Linked DNA regions of Bicyclus anynana: region 1 is linked to region 2. Evidence: chromatin contacts called from public Hi-C data. All regions are on one chromosome and are shown on one strand. Each heading gives the region's core, a stretch centred on a gene start, on an enhancer-like site or on the middle of the called end of the contact. The rest is flanking DNA. Distances are from core to core; before and after follow the strand shown. Region 1 holds the start of LOC112050044 (eukaryotic initiation factor 4A). Region 2 overlaps LOC112050048.

Region 1 (7,460 bases), core at 2,767-5,266, 50 kb before region 2:
TTACAGTGAATCACTACAAGGTCATTTTGCTTTTAGTAATAATAAACAGTTAGTTCTCATGTATTAATGAATATATGTTACCTTGCGGCGGGTGTTGCAGAAAATTACAGCCTGAGCAATAGACAATGTGTCGTACAAGTCACAGAGAGTGTCCAACTTCCAATCTTCCAGCTCAATGGAGATGAAGAACTGTTTGATACCCTCCAATGTTAGCTAGAACAGAAAAAGAAACAATATAAGCAATGTTTACTAAATCTCAAACTCACGTCATACAATGTCTGAGTATGCCCGACTAGTTTTGACGCCACCGCAGTACGATATTATTATTATTTTTTTTTTATAAATTAAAGGACCAAATGGATTGGTTGACCCAATGGTAAGTGGAAAACGGTTGCCTACAAACTGAGAAACATTATACTTGGTGCAAGGAATATGTCGTACAAAAGGCCACTATGTATCAAGCTACAATGTAGGTCTTAAGCCTCAAGTGCCTGTAATCATTCCAGCATTAATTCCCGGAACACAGCAATCCTGCTTGGCCGCAGAATAAGCAAGGCTTACTACAAACTGTATACTACTAACACTTTGTCCTTGCATACTTGAAAAACATGGTGAATTTCGAATAATCTACCAAAAGATTAGGCTTGATAAGATTTATAATTTCAATTCAATGAAGTGATCTTTAACTAAGGAGATAAAATATAACGTAGAAAACCCAATGGTTATAATCAGTAATGTAATATTCAATTTATCCAAGGAGAACAATTTTACTTATAGAAATACATTTCCTCATATAATTTTTCATTATTTAGGATATGTAAAATTTATTTTGCAGTCAGTTGGCTTTCTCCAAGGAGATATATCAGATAAATTTGCTCATAATATGTCCTACATCCCTTTTAATGGAACAGAACCTAAGTTTTTATTGTTAAGCTAAATCTACCTGCAGAAATTGCAAAGAAATCACTGATTATTATTGATATATGGTTTGAGATTATCAATAACTTGGCAAACATGTGTGCATAATCAATTATATGTATTATAAAACAAAACCATAATCTAGCTGCATATTATGTCAAATTGCATTCATTCAGCTGTTATATATATTATTTTGAATAAGTAATAAACATCCTAACATTATAAACATTTAAATCATACATGTTATACATAAAAATTAAACACCAATGTATGTTTCTATTTTATGCACTGCCAGTGATTTAACTTATTTTTTTTTATGCTTACACTAGTCAGAAGTTTATATGGTCATAATAAACAACAAATATTTTGAATGTAATGTGCATTATCAATAGTGATATAAAAAAAAAATCAATTAGTTAAAAAGCAGCAGCAGCTATGCACGAGGCACCAACTAGTTTATAAACGTAAGTAGCATTATTAGAATACTAGAAGACACCAAGTTCATCAGCACAAAATTAATTTTTTTTACAAATCCAGCAGTAACCACAGATTTCTCCAGGTCAGAAATTTGCCTATGTTATTCCAGGGTATAATTTATATCTTTATTACTCAGCCAAATTCAATCAACAGTTTTTGTAAGAGTAACAAACACCCATACATACAAACTTTGGCATTTATAGTACATACAATGCTCGCCACAGATCTTTATGTTTGTGAAGTTAGCTGCAGAATGATTAATGCGCAGAATGCACATTCGTGCAAACGCAAACACTCCCCGCCCGCGCCATTTATACCGTTATAGATTTATTGCGCAGTCATTTGTGCTAACTTCACAAACACAAATATTTGTGGCAAGCACTGTATTAGTGGACCCCAGCGTCTTTGTCAAACAACAAAGTTTGGAAGTTGTTTGGAAAACAATGTAAACTTTCAACACCTATTTCACCACTTTAGGATCTTTTTTAAAGTCTTGAATCACGTATATCTTGTATTTTTTTTCAATTTATGAACAATTTTTTAAAACTACAACTCTAAAAATGAAGAGCTTTTCATACAAGTTTTCAACCCCTATTTCATCCCCTTCTATTTTTTTATTTTACCCTATGTTTTGCTCCAAGATCCCATTTACCATTCCCTTTACCAAAATTCATCTTAATCAGTTCAGCCATTTAGCTGTTTAAAAGGTTCCTAACAGACAGACAGACAGACAGACTTACTTTCGCATTTAAAATATTAGTATAGATAGGATGAATGAGTATTCACCTCTTCCTTTTGCACAAGGATGCGAATAGGCTCCCTCATGAAACACCTGGACACCTCCAGCACATCATCTGGCATAGTAGCTGACAGCAGAATGACCTGCACATCCGCAGACAGCATCTTGAATACATCGTGAATTTGATCCTTGAACCTGAAATGTTGAGTTGTGTGTAAGTAAAATGTATAACTCACTAACATTTTCAATATAAATACACAAATTGACCGATTTGGTGTTAATTGAATCAGCTTTAAAAGATTGAGTCAAAAAATAAGTACATGACATTATATTATTGTAAATTTCAAAAGTTATACACAGAAATATACATATATCCCTATAACCCAATAATTTGCATTGAAAGTGTTGCATGTCTAATCTCTAAGGGGTCTATACTATAAAATATGCTGATAATGTTGATACATACCCTCTGGACAACATCTCATCAGCTTCATCAAGCACAAACAACTTGATTGTATTGGCACGGAGAGCGCGGCGAGTTATCATATCGTACACGCGGCCAGGGGTGCCCACTACCACGTGAACACCGCTCTCCAACTGGCGGATATCTTCACGCACGTTAGTACCACCAATACAAGCATGGCATTTGGCATTCAAGTGATCGCCGAGAGCTATCACCACCTAAAATTTAAAGTTATGTTTGTGAGCTGTAACCAGCAAACATCTTCAAATCATTGAATATAAAAACTTCATCATAACTTTCATCATTCATATTTACTTTTGAAACCAATCAATAAAAGTAATCACAAAAAATAATGAAGTGTTACCTTCTGGATCTGTTGGGCCAACTCTCTAGTTGGGGCTAAAATAAGAGCTTGACACTCGCGAACAGTGGTGTCAATTTGCTGTAGAATAGAAATAGAGAAAGTGGCAGTTTTGCCAGTTCCCGACTGGGCTTGAGCTATAACGTCGCGGCCCTGGATGCAAGGCATAATCGCGCGTTGCTGGATGGCCGAAGGCTTTTCAAAACCGTAGGCGTAAATTCCTCTCAAAAGCTCTTCTTTCAGCTTCATGTCATCAAAGCTTTCCACGACCTCATGCCAGTTTGTGTCGAGCGCGCCGCCGGGTTCCAAGCCCGGGGGTCCATCGAAGCTGACTTGATCCTTCGACGGCCCATTTTTAGGATCCTCCGGCCAATCCTCCGATCTGAAAATCAATAATAATACATCACTTCTAATAATATATGTAGAACCATGTTAGTGCGCCATCGCAAGTTACACCTAATGAATAGGCAAAAATCATTAGAGTACAACTGTCAAATGACATTTCGTTGAATAAGCTATACGCCCTTTGTTGAAATCATTAAAAGTATGTCAGAAATTAAATTACAAACTCTATATTAACTAATGCAAAGGTTACGGTCATAAAGTTTAAAATACATTAGCAAAACACGTGCACAAAGCCGGACTAGGAATACTATTCTTCCAGCGCCATGTTGGCAATCCGAGATCGTGCAGAATATACAGTATTTAATGAAATGGCTTGAAAACCACTATTACGGAAAATTATATACAAATTTGATCAATAACACGTAATTTCTTTCATAAACTTCAATTAAACACAAGGCTTATTAACACAAAAAACGTAACTTACCTTCTTTCAGGTGAATAAGACATGTTCCAATCGCGGTAGCTGAACGGAAAAGAACTAGCAAGGTCAAGTTAAGTTTAGCAAAAGCTTTTTTTATTAGAACAAGAAATATTTAATTAATGTACGTGACTGTATTATATGAATTTTAAAATAATATAACAAAATTATTAAGCACTTCAAATTTAACTAGGATCCTTTTGAACACGAAGATGAGTAATACTAAAATTATTGGAAATAAAACGACGGCTTACGGAAGTAGAAGCCGCAGCTCTGGAACAGAGTATATTATAGATTATTGTACAGATTATATAATATTGTCTATAAACTTCAAGAAATTAAAGTTGAACGCGGCTATATGGCTACGTTTCACTTGGCAATCAGAACGTCCATACACCAAAATACTCATAGAACCGTTCCATAATCCATACTAATATTATAAATGCGAACGTAAGTATGTCTGTCTATCTGTTACCTTTTCATGGCTAAACGGCTGGACCGAGCGATAGCGATAGCAATAATAGAATAGAATAGAAAACCAAACCCCCTTTATGATTCCGAAGAACCCAGAAAGACGGTCGACATGAATTAACTAGCTAAATCTGAGTAGGTGCCGATAGCTCCCTACGGAACCACTACTGCGTCACCGAGCGCAAGAGCATCGCCTGATGAGACCCGAAGGCTGAAAGAAAGATAGGGGACGGAACGACTCTCCAAGGGCGTTTCCCATGAGACTCGGACCTCGGCTTAGAGGGCCATTCGGGAGGGGGTAACCGTGACCTGAGTGAATCAGGACGTATAATTCTATGTAAGTAATCCAATTGATTTGTATTTTGGAACAGCACAGAACGTCATTATAATTATTTTCTAATTTTTCCCATACAAAAACCTGCTATAAATTAACCATTTATAAACGCCACTTTGACAGTTGCCATCCCTATTATCCTGACAAATATTGTGAATCTACCCTTTGTTAAACATTGGTTATCTTATTTTTTTAATCCAGATCTGAGTTTGCTAAATATAGTATTCTAATTTACTTGCGAAATAGAGTTTATGATTGCAACGCTAGCAAGCATATGGAACGGGAAAAGCTACTGGAACGTAGCTTATAAAGATCGCTACAGCAAATAAATATTTAAATATTTATTTGTTGTAGCGACTAATAAAACTACAACTAATAAATATTTAAATATGTATTTGTTGTTACAGTATACATCGTTTATTTTTTACATTCGCAAACATTATCAATTTATGAATTGTAACGCTTGCAACCGACGATCAAGTCGACTGCACTGCCAGAAACGCGCGTAGAGATATGGGCAGTAAAAAATAAGAAAAATATTGTTTTTTTTTGTAGAGTTGTGTATTAATTAATTAAAAATATTAAAAGTGAAATTTAAAAATATTTAAATTGGTACATTATGTTTAAGAATATCTATGTAAATAAAAATGGATCTTCGAAATGTATGTAATTGGATATTTCTGGGTTTTATGTATTCGTTATTGTTAGAACAAGATTTGTGTTATATAAAAATGACAATAAATAAAAGAAGTCTAAAAATAACACTGTACTCCTATCCTATACAAACGATTCGTAATAGTAGCGGGGTGGGTAGGATTTTTAAGGGTAGGGAAGAGGTCCGGTAGTGGTGGGTAGAGTAGGAGTAGGGTAGGGTAGGGTAGGTGTTGGATGGGAGTAGTGTAGGAGTAGGATAGGAGTAGTGTAGTGTAGGGTACATGTTGGATGGGAGTAGGGTAGGGTACGGAAGGTGTAGGATGGGAGTAGGGTAGGGTAGGGGTAGAGAAGAAGTGCACATAGATTAAAGTGAAGCTGGACCGGGTCCGCTTTTTATAGTATATAAATCCATGCTAAAATTGTAAATGTGTAAGTAACTCTGTAAATAATAACGTTACGTTAGTAAGAGGTGTTATAAATGTACTCCTGGAAAAAACTTCTCTACTTTTTATGTTGCAATCGGCATGATGTCATGCACATCGCGACCAACACGCAATCAGTTTTATCGGACGTTAAGCCGTTAGTGCTGCAGGCATGTGAGATTACTTGATCGTCAGCAGCTGACATAAGTTAAGTTAGAAATTATAATGAACGCATTGTAAAGATCTGAAGGTTGGTAGCATTGAACTTCCTGTCGTGTTGAGTGCGCTGCCATTTTGAAACGGCAGTGCTTTTTGTTCGTGTGGAGCGTTAGCTCGTTGCGAGGTCTAGATTGTGGTTTAGAAAAGTTTAGTTTTAATTTATAAAGAACTCAATCAAAATGAGCTGGCAAGATTATGTCGATAAACAGTTAATTGCATCCAGATGTGTTTCTAAAGCTGCGATTGCCGGTCACGACGGAAATGTCTGGGCCAAGTCGGAAGGCTTCGATGTAAGTTTCTTGTTATATAAATAAGTGGCTAGTGAAATTACTCAAATTTTTCTTTGTGGAACTGAGTTTATGTGTGGTTCTTTGTGCTAAGTGCCCTAGAGGTTGAATTATGGATGGATGACGAATCCGGCAAGTTGACAAGATGGCGACATGTGCTAGCAATCTTGCTGAGATTGGATTCGAATTAAGCCCTTTTACGTGTTAATTAATCTGTTTAGGGTCAATTGCAAAAAACGTTATCAGGACTTCTGAGAAATTGGACAACTATAATGGAACATAAGCTTTGTATTTGACTGTTGATAAGAATTGCCGGCCGGTACTTGGTCACGGTCACACGTCGCCGACGCCTTTGACAGATATATTCCTAAAATATTTCACTATTAAATACACCACCCAGCCATTCTTACGATATCTAGCTCTAAAGTATCTCTTGATATTAATAGGAATGAATTTCGTCTGTTATCCTATGACTCATCACTAAAATTCAAATTGAAGTGAAATTATTGATTTTTTCGTTAAGCCCCAATCCCTGAATGTAATTGATGTTAATTTAAAGTATCAGTGACAAATCTGTAGCCAGTACACTAAATAATATTTAATCTACATAAGCAATAAATTAATAAATTTGACAAATTTGACGGCCTCCGTGGCGCAGTGGTATGCGCGGTGGATTTACAAAACGGAGGTCCTGGGTTCGATCCCCGGCTGGGCAGATTGAGATTTTCTTAATTTGTCCAGGTCTGTCGGCCGTGGCTAGTTACCACCCTATCGGCAAAGACGTACCGCCAAGCGATTTAGCGTTCCGGTACGATGCCGTGTAGAAACCGAAAGGGGTGTGGATTTTCATCCTCCTCCTAACAAGTTAGCCCGCTTCCATCTTAGACTGCATCATCACTTACCATCAGGTGAGATTGTAGTCAAGGGCTAACTTGTAAAGAATAAATAAATAATAATAAAATATTAGTTTTTTGAAAGATGATTTATAAGAAATTCCCATTCTCTTCTAAATAAAGGGATAAAACATAAATCATATTAGATAAAATGTGGCTTTCTAATGGTGTTTTTTTTATTTTAAATAATCGAAAAATCTAATGTTACATCTATAGAATGGACTAGCAGATATTTACGTTTTTGTCATTGTGATAGTCAGTTAAAGTTAGCAGTTCCTGTATATTTTACATTTTGAAGATAGTCAATGTACCAAGACTCAAAAACACTTCAACACCTTACCTACCCATAGGTGTGATGTGATATCTTGAAAATTCCTAAATCTCATATTTTACATTCAA
Region 2 (7,601 bases), core at 375-2,874:
AATATTTACTTCCATTTACAGTTTAATTTTTTCGCAGTAAAAACGTTTTAAGCGCTATGCGAAGGGCGTCACTCACAAACGTGTTCTAGAATTAATTTTTTTTAGAGTTGTTTACCTTTTAACCGGCTAAGGAAAATGACTGCAGGTTACTGATTGCATAATATATAAACCTAACTGTTTTAGTTGTTATGTAATGTTAATATTATTAAAATTAATAATTTATGTGTAATTTACAAGTTGCACTTAAAAACATTGGCCGTGCAAAAACAGTGCTTTCGTGTATTTTTAAGCTATATGAATTTGTTCCTAAATTAAAATGTCAATTGCGTTTCTTAGGCCGATGACTGCATGACGACATTAGGATAGACGATGTTTTGATTTTTGACTTTTGTACCTCCCTACATTTCCCATTTCCCAATAGGAAACACATAATATTGAAAAACAGTCTTATTTGTACCTTAACAATATTTTTAGTTTACTTTTTACATAGAGTGAAACTTTTTACTCTCTTAAATGAGTTTTGGCACCGTACCAAAGAATTCCGACTGTTTCTGAGAAGTAATAGGTATGTGTACCTAATTCAATCTCGATGAAAGTTTTTACAGTAGGTGTTGCAGAGAAAGTTGCACATCATTCGGATTAAAGATTATAACCCAACGTAGTAGGTATATGAGTAATGAGCATTTCTATGAGAGGTGGGATTGTAGTTGTACCGACTGGTCAATGTAGGGCGCCGCGACCGCCGGCCTCAAAGCCCGACCGGTTGCCATCTTTGGTCGCGACCGGTTTGTGACCATACGCTTTCTGTACACAACACTTTAATTCGATGTTTAAACTTTGTTTTATGATCTTTTACTGGGACAGAATTATTATTTGTGTCTTGTATTTCATATTTGGATAAACCTGGCTGAGTTTGCTGTGGGCTCTTCTCGGACCAAGGCGCATTTGGAACCCTCGTAACTTTAATTTTAAGTTTTCGAATGATTATTATCACTATTATCTTAAGTTTAATATTATTACCTGACGTTTCGAAAGAGCTTGTTAAATAAGCCTATTTTTAATAAATAAATTTAGACTTTGACTTTATTTTTATGTTTTTTTTTTATAGTTAGTGTCTTTATCAATAATAAGGGCTGATGCGCGTTTGCTGATGTTAAATTAATTAATGCGTTAAAATAAGATCAATTAACATCTATATCCTCGTCAAATCATGATCGTATTGTCTATGATGCACAAAACGTAACATCGTGTGAAATTGAAAACGTGACATGGCGCTTATGACTTCGTGTGATTATGTATTTATAAATATTTTTGAACACCTTGAAAGTATGCGAAATACTCCCGATTAACCTTTATTGCTATCTACTGTGTAAGCTACATGAAAATCCGTTAAATATTTACGTAGAATAATAAAAAAAAAAAAAATTTTTGTACTTCGCTACTCTTCTATAGCACCAATTAAATTAATGCCAATTTAAATACAGTACAGACATTCAATTCCCACTCTTTTATTAAAGTAAGTATACTTGTAGATAGATAAGTAGATGGTGTACTGACATCCTCCCTCGCGCTCGGGTGAGTCACGAGAAGCCGGCAGGGGACTGACGGCGCCGGCTGATTCACTGCACGCGGACTATTATGCACATATTGATGTCGCAGGTAACTGAATCGCTATTGTGTACTGGATGCTATTGTGCAGCCGAACTTTTGAGGTCCTCCAAACGATTGTTAGCGCCTTAAATTGTGTTATTGTTCCGCGGGACGGACGCGTAGGCTTATTATTTAGATTGGAACAATAACATTAGGCACATATTTGAATCCACAAATGGTTTGCTGTGTACTATAAGTAACTACATACCTAAGTCGCAGTGGTGGATTTACCAGCAGTATAATGGGCTGGAGCCTAAGGCGGCACATTTTAGGGGCGGCAAATTGGGACCAAAAATGTTCATCTTACAGAAATAATGAAAAAACATAGTATGCATAGAGAATACAAGTCTTGGTTTTCGTGACACTCTAGCATCTGCATTGTTACTAAACACTAGCACCTTCAGGTATACTACCTATATGAAAAATTACTAAATCGCTATAAAATATACTAGTAGGGGCCTAGTAGTAGTAGGGTATTATGTACCTACTTATAGCCTACTGGCGGAAAATTTGTAAAGCCGCCACTGATTATGTCGACGACCTCTCTGGTACAAGTTAGTAGTGATAATATGTTCTCAACAAGGTCCTGGGTTCGATTCCCACCTTAGGGCCACTAATTTAGAATTTTATATTAATTTATAAAAATAATTTACCGCGGTGCTTACGAAGGAACTATTAATATTTGATACGGATCGTAATTTCCAAATATATAAAATTATAAATTATTGATTACATATATGTGGTAGAATTTAAAAATACCCAAATTGTGCTTTTTTATTGCCTACGTCTTGCACCTATTAAATAAGTGTAAGGTAGGGTACCGTTGCAAGCGTGGATTGAATGTAATGTACATTATACTATACTGCGTATATTTACGTTCAAATGTATGTCACGATAACATAAATAAAAATGTGAAACAATATTCTGATAAAATAAAATAATCCTACTAGACCGCTAAGAATGTGTACGGTAGCGCCATCTATTTGTGGAGAGTGACACTAATGATCGCCATAGAGTCACAGACTTTACAGTTTGCGGGCTGCGGCGTGACAGTTGGAAAAATTCAAAATTGCGAGGTCATTGTTTAACCATTTTTTTAAATCTCCCATTTATTTACTTACACTTCTTTTTTTAATTTAACAATGTTTATACTTTTATAAGTACAAAATATAATACAAAACACGCAACACTATTAGATTGCTATAGAGAAGTAAAAAAAAATCCAGCACTCCCGTTGTGGAACACTTGTGTGTCCAAGCAACCGGTGGTCAGGTTGCAGAGTGCATTTCAAAAAATCTAAAAATTATTAGTAGAACTATATATAGTCAAAGTAAACATCCATTTGAAGCGGATTTAATACAATCAAGAAACAAATGTGGGCGATAGGTAGGTATTTTAAATAGCGTATGGAAAGAATTCGGCATCGACGCATATCAGCGAGTAGTAATACGATGACGTGAGATCTTATTATACATTTTGCCATCATTTATTTGGTTAGTCTGACGAGATTGGTGGGAGTGGCATGACCGTACGAACCAATTAATCATATGAATATCTCATCTAGTCAGTCATGTACTTGTATGTATTAACGATTATGTACTACATATTACTACTACGACGGCCTCCGTGGCACAGTGGTATGCGCGGTGGATTTACAATATGGAGGTCCTGGGTTTCGGTACGATGTCGTGTCGTAACCGAAAGGGGTGTGGATTTTCATCCTCCCCCTAACAAGTTTCCTTCCGTCATCAAAATCGGTTTAGTAGATCCAGAGATTACTCTCTACAAAACCACATACTTTACCTCTTTATAATATTAGTATAAATATAAATATTACATATCATATTATTCAAGATAGGTACTATTTATAATAGCACATCTGGTTTAATTACAAAAGTAATCAATGTACCAAAATAACAGCCAAGTTAAAAAAACCTTCATCAATCATAATCACCAGGATCTTTGGAAATTCGTTATCAACCCATATTCGTCTCTCTGCTGAGCTTGAGTCTCCTCTCAGAATGAAAGAGCTTAAGCCAGTAGTCCACCACGCTGGCCCAATGCGGATTGGTAGACTTCACACACGCAGAGAATCAAGAAATTATCTGGTGTGCAGGTTGAGGAAAGCCTCAAGATGTTTTCCTTCACCGTTTGAGACACGTGATATTTAATTTTTTAAAATGCACACAACTGAAAAGTTGTGAAATGGAAATTATTTTGGAATAATACTTGTTCCTAAATTGCTTATTTTAAATTACGATAGAAAAAATTATCTAACGCTTACCTTTTCGTATTAATAGACTTGTAACTCTTCGTAGGGCTTCTCTTGGAGACTTTTGGAAGAACTTCGGCGTCAAATTCGGCGGCAGCGTCAGCGGCTTGCGTGCGGCAGAGTTTTCCCACTGTACCGGGATGTCCGCCGCTATCTTCGACGATGTTGTTATTCTATCGAGGTGCTCTGTTGAAGCCGGCCTGTAACAAAAAGTTAATAATAATACCACAAAACTTTCATTTCCTTTACGTAAACAGAGATGTCCGAAATTGGGCCCACTTTTCAGAACGATACAGAAATGAAAAATGTACTAAAAATCTTGTACATTTTACTAGATCTCCTCATTAATTCTGATCCGATCTCGCAGAGAAACTACAAGGATAACTCGCTCCGCTGATGCAGTGATTACTTTATTAAATTAGGCTCTCAAAGTTACTGAGCCTTCTAATAAAGTAATCACTTCTACCAAGTCTCGGATTTAACGGATCATCTCCTTCTTGAAATTGGACCTACCTAACTGGACTACACAATCCAGTTAGGTAGGTCCAATTTCAAGAAGTTTTATTTCTTTTCTTTCTGCGCTCGAAATTGTAGACGAATATACATACCTAGCGCATAGAGGACTCTCACTCAATAATAACTGGGTGGAGCCGTACATGAGCGTTAGACATGATCTTCGTCTTACTTATGTTAATTTTTAGGTTAGGTAAGGTAGGTAAGGTAGGTAGTTGAGAAATTTTGCTGAGATCGTTGATCGTACTAAGATTATCCAGAGTCTCTGCCATAATGACCACATCATCGGCAAACCGTAGTTGAGTGATGTACTCGGCATTGACGTTGATGCCAAATTTGTTCTAGTCCAGAAGCTTAAAGACGTCTTCCAATGCAGCAGTAAATAGCTTCGGGGATATTACATCTCCCTGCTTCGCTCCTCGCTGCAATTGGATTGGCCTCGTTGTCTGATCCTGTATCGGACTGACATAGTGGAGCTTTTGTATAAACATCTTAACACTTGGATGTTACTGTAGCCCATTCGGCGTTTCTGAAAAGTCCTCAGCACAGCCATTTTCACCGAATTGAAGGCTTTCTCATAGTCCACAAACGCTAAGCAAAGTGACGGGTTATACTACGGGTACGGATGTGGTCTATGGTACTAAAGCCTGCTCGGAAACCGGCTTGTTCGGGAGGCTCGGAGTATACCTATGACGAGGCGATTCCTAAACTCTCGAGGCGACTCTCGAGAACTACTTGTAGACATGACTCGACAACAAAATGGCCCTAATTCCTTAGCAAGGTAATTAATAGTTACGTTTTTAAGAACAGAACCACCACGCTCCTATGCCATGCCTCGAGTGTTGTGTCCCCGGATGGGAATATCATATACGAGCTTTGAATCAAAGAGTACGAGTAATTAGAATGGAAAAGACGAGAAAGTTTTATTCATTGAATAGTGATCTAATCTAATAGTTTATAAAATGCTATAGGCGCTCAGTAGGAAGATTACTAAGGACTTTGTAGGAAAATGTAAAGGCCGGATGTTAAACATTGTTGCAAACATCCATGAATGTATATTTATGATGCGAGCGGTGTGCTAGAGGCGTGTGACTCGTGCAAAGCATAATTTATGCTCTTAAATTTATTTTACCTACTACGAGTAGGTATAAATAAAGAATGTGTAAATCTTAAAGTTTATTGTCACAACTCACAAAGAAATATACTTTTCTGAATATCTACAAAACACTGTTGCAAAAAGATGTTGCGTAGTTTTCTGCGTTTCTGATTTTAATTCTAGTTCTGCTTTCATTCTTATTTATATATATTTTTTTTGATTTTTGGTTTTAATTTCGGTCAGCTTTTATGTATTTTTAAAATCAATGTAAATTTTGTATATGAAATAAAATTATTTTTAAAAACCAATTTTATGTTCATCTGTAAAGGTTTTGACTATATCTCTATACGATTTAGGTTGTAACCCTATGCAGTTGAATCAGACTATGAGAGTGACGGAATAGATGCTGTTTTTGACTGTGTGTCACTGGAGTGTTTGGGAGAGTGTAGAAGCTCTGACAGAGTCGAGGTGAGGGCTAGAAGAGCGTAACGGAACATAACGCTAACGTCTCCTGGATACTCTATTCGCTAAGGTGAGGTCCACAGAACTAAAAACAAGGTTATTTCTATTTAAATTCCAAGGTCCGAGTCTCATATTCACTAGATACGCCCTACTTTACTTAGAGGATGGGACCGGTCCGATGTGTTTCGTGTGATCAGTTGGCCTATTTCCTATTTTGGTCTTTATTATCAATCCATCAAAATAAAAAACAAATCAATTGACAAAATGTCATCCACATACTATGATACAAATTACAAATGTCATCCGGTTCTCACGGTGGATATCATATAGTATGTAGATGACACTTTGTTTGCCACTTCAATAGGTTGATAATAAAAACCAAAATAATGAATAGGCCAGCAGACCTGACGTCCCCGTGAGCATTACGGGAATCATTCATCTATTGAGCATAGACAAAAATACACTCGTATATGCGTATCGAATGAAAATCCCTCCGTTTGTCAAAGTAAGATCGTCGTCGTCGTCTATCGTCTATCGTCTGTTCAAAACTGTGTCTTTGTTTGATCATATTTAAAATACTGAAGCTGTAATTTAAAAACACATTTTCTTATTTTTTTCGTTCTTAAAGCTTTGTTAATAAGCATCTCAAAAGTAAATTACAATACATAATTTATTTGCTACTTTCATGACATGGGCAGATTGGATCGAAATTCGAAATCAACTAGGTAAATTGTGTATTGTGTATAACACGTTAAAATTCTTATTGTTTATTTGTTAGCACTATTATTTTTACTATTTTTGTACTCTCAAACTGAAATGTATTGTATTAGCCTGTAAGTTTCACATAAGTGAATAAGTGAATTCTTTGTGGAATAAAAAATTTTTTGAACCTAAAATAACAAACAAACAAAATGGCATACTAACCGATTTCGTTGTCGTGGGTACCAGCCGCGCGGAGGTCCTCCCAAACGAAGCAGATCAGCTCCAGTACATACTCCTGAAGTGCCCATTACTGAGCCGCGTCCATAGCCTCCAAGTGTTGCACTACTACCTGCGATCAAAAATATATGATCTTCAACGATTATTTAAAACTCAATTTACATTTTTCATCACTCTAATCAACGATCAACGAACCTCCTGGCAACATGCAAGATTGTAATCTACATGCTTTTGTGAGTTCTAAACTGTAAACAGAATTTGGTCCTCGAATTATGCACACTCACATCCTTACAACGCCTGGTCTATGTGCAATTATACGTTTTGCATATAGACTTATACTATGCTTTCCATTAGACAATGGTCAGTAATATTGAGCAGGAAGTAATCTTATCTTAATAATATAAATGCGAAAGGTCATTCATCACTAAATCTCAAAACCCCTTGACGTACAAAGCTAAATTTTAGCAGGGAGGTAGTATAAAGATAGTAGAAGTCCGCTAAGAACGGATTTTGCGAAAAGGCCGGATTAAGGAGGTACTAAGGGCGGACGAAGTCGCGGGCGTCCGCTAGTAATAAAATATAGTGAATACGAAACCGTGCATTAGTTAGGAATTACTTTAACAATTAGCTAAATGATGACTGTCGTGTACCTATATATCTATAATACTA

Evidence for each region. A called contact is a pair of places that touch in the nucleus more often than the background predicts.
Region 1: a Hi-C map of whole larva shows a contact between it and region 2, with 6 times the contacts expected there. The contact joins the promoter of LOC112050044 here to the enhancer-like site in region 2. A contact is called at or near these places in 2 of 2 Hi-C or Micro-C datasets (whole body and whole larva).

Annotation. Positions count from the first base shown.
Region 1 is chr3:7,299,573-7,307,032 of ilBicAnyn1.1, reverse strand. LOC112050044 (eukaryotic initiation factor 4A) reads right to left here and starts at 4,016. Exons shown (of 8, transcript XR_002887128.2): 1 at 3,788-4,016; 2 at 2,962-3,340; 3 at 2,601-2,815; 4 at 2,182-2,329; 5 at 82-213. It overlaps LOC112050049 (profilin), which reads left to right and starts at 5,956. Exons shown (of 4, transcript XM_024088173.2): 1 at 5,956-6,171. The coding sequence starts at 6,061.
Region 2 is chr3:7,247,359-7,254,959 of ilBicAnyn1.1, reverse strand. LOC112050048 reads right to left here. Exons shown (of 15, transcript XM_024088172.2): 12 at 6,918-7,044; 13 at 3,935-4,122. Among protein-coding and RNA genes, the nearest start is that of LOC112050049, 50 kb to the left of the region's middle. Within about 2 kb of position 1,624, at least 8 of the 8 cell types and tissues checked have open chromatin away from gene starts, as enhancers often do.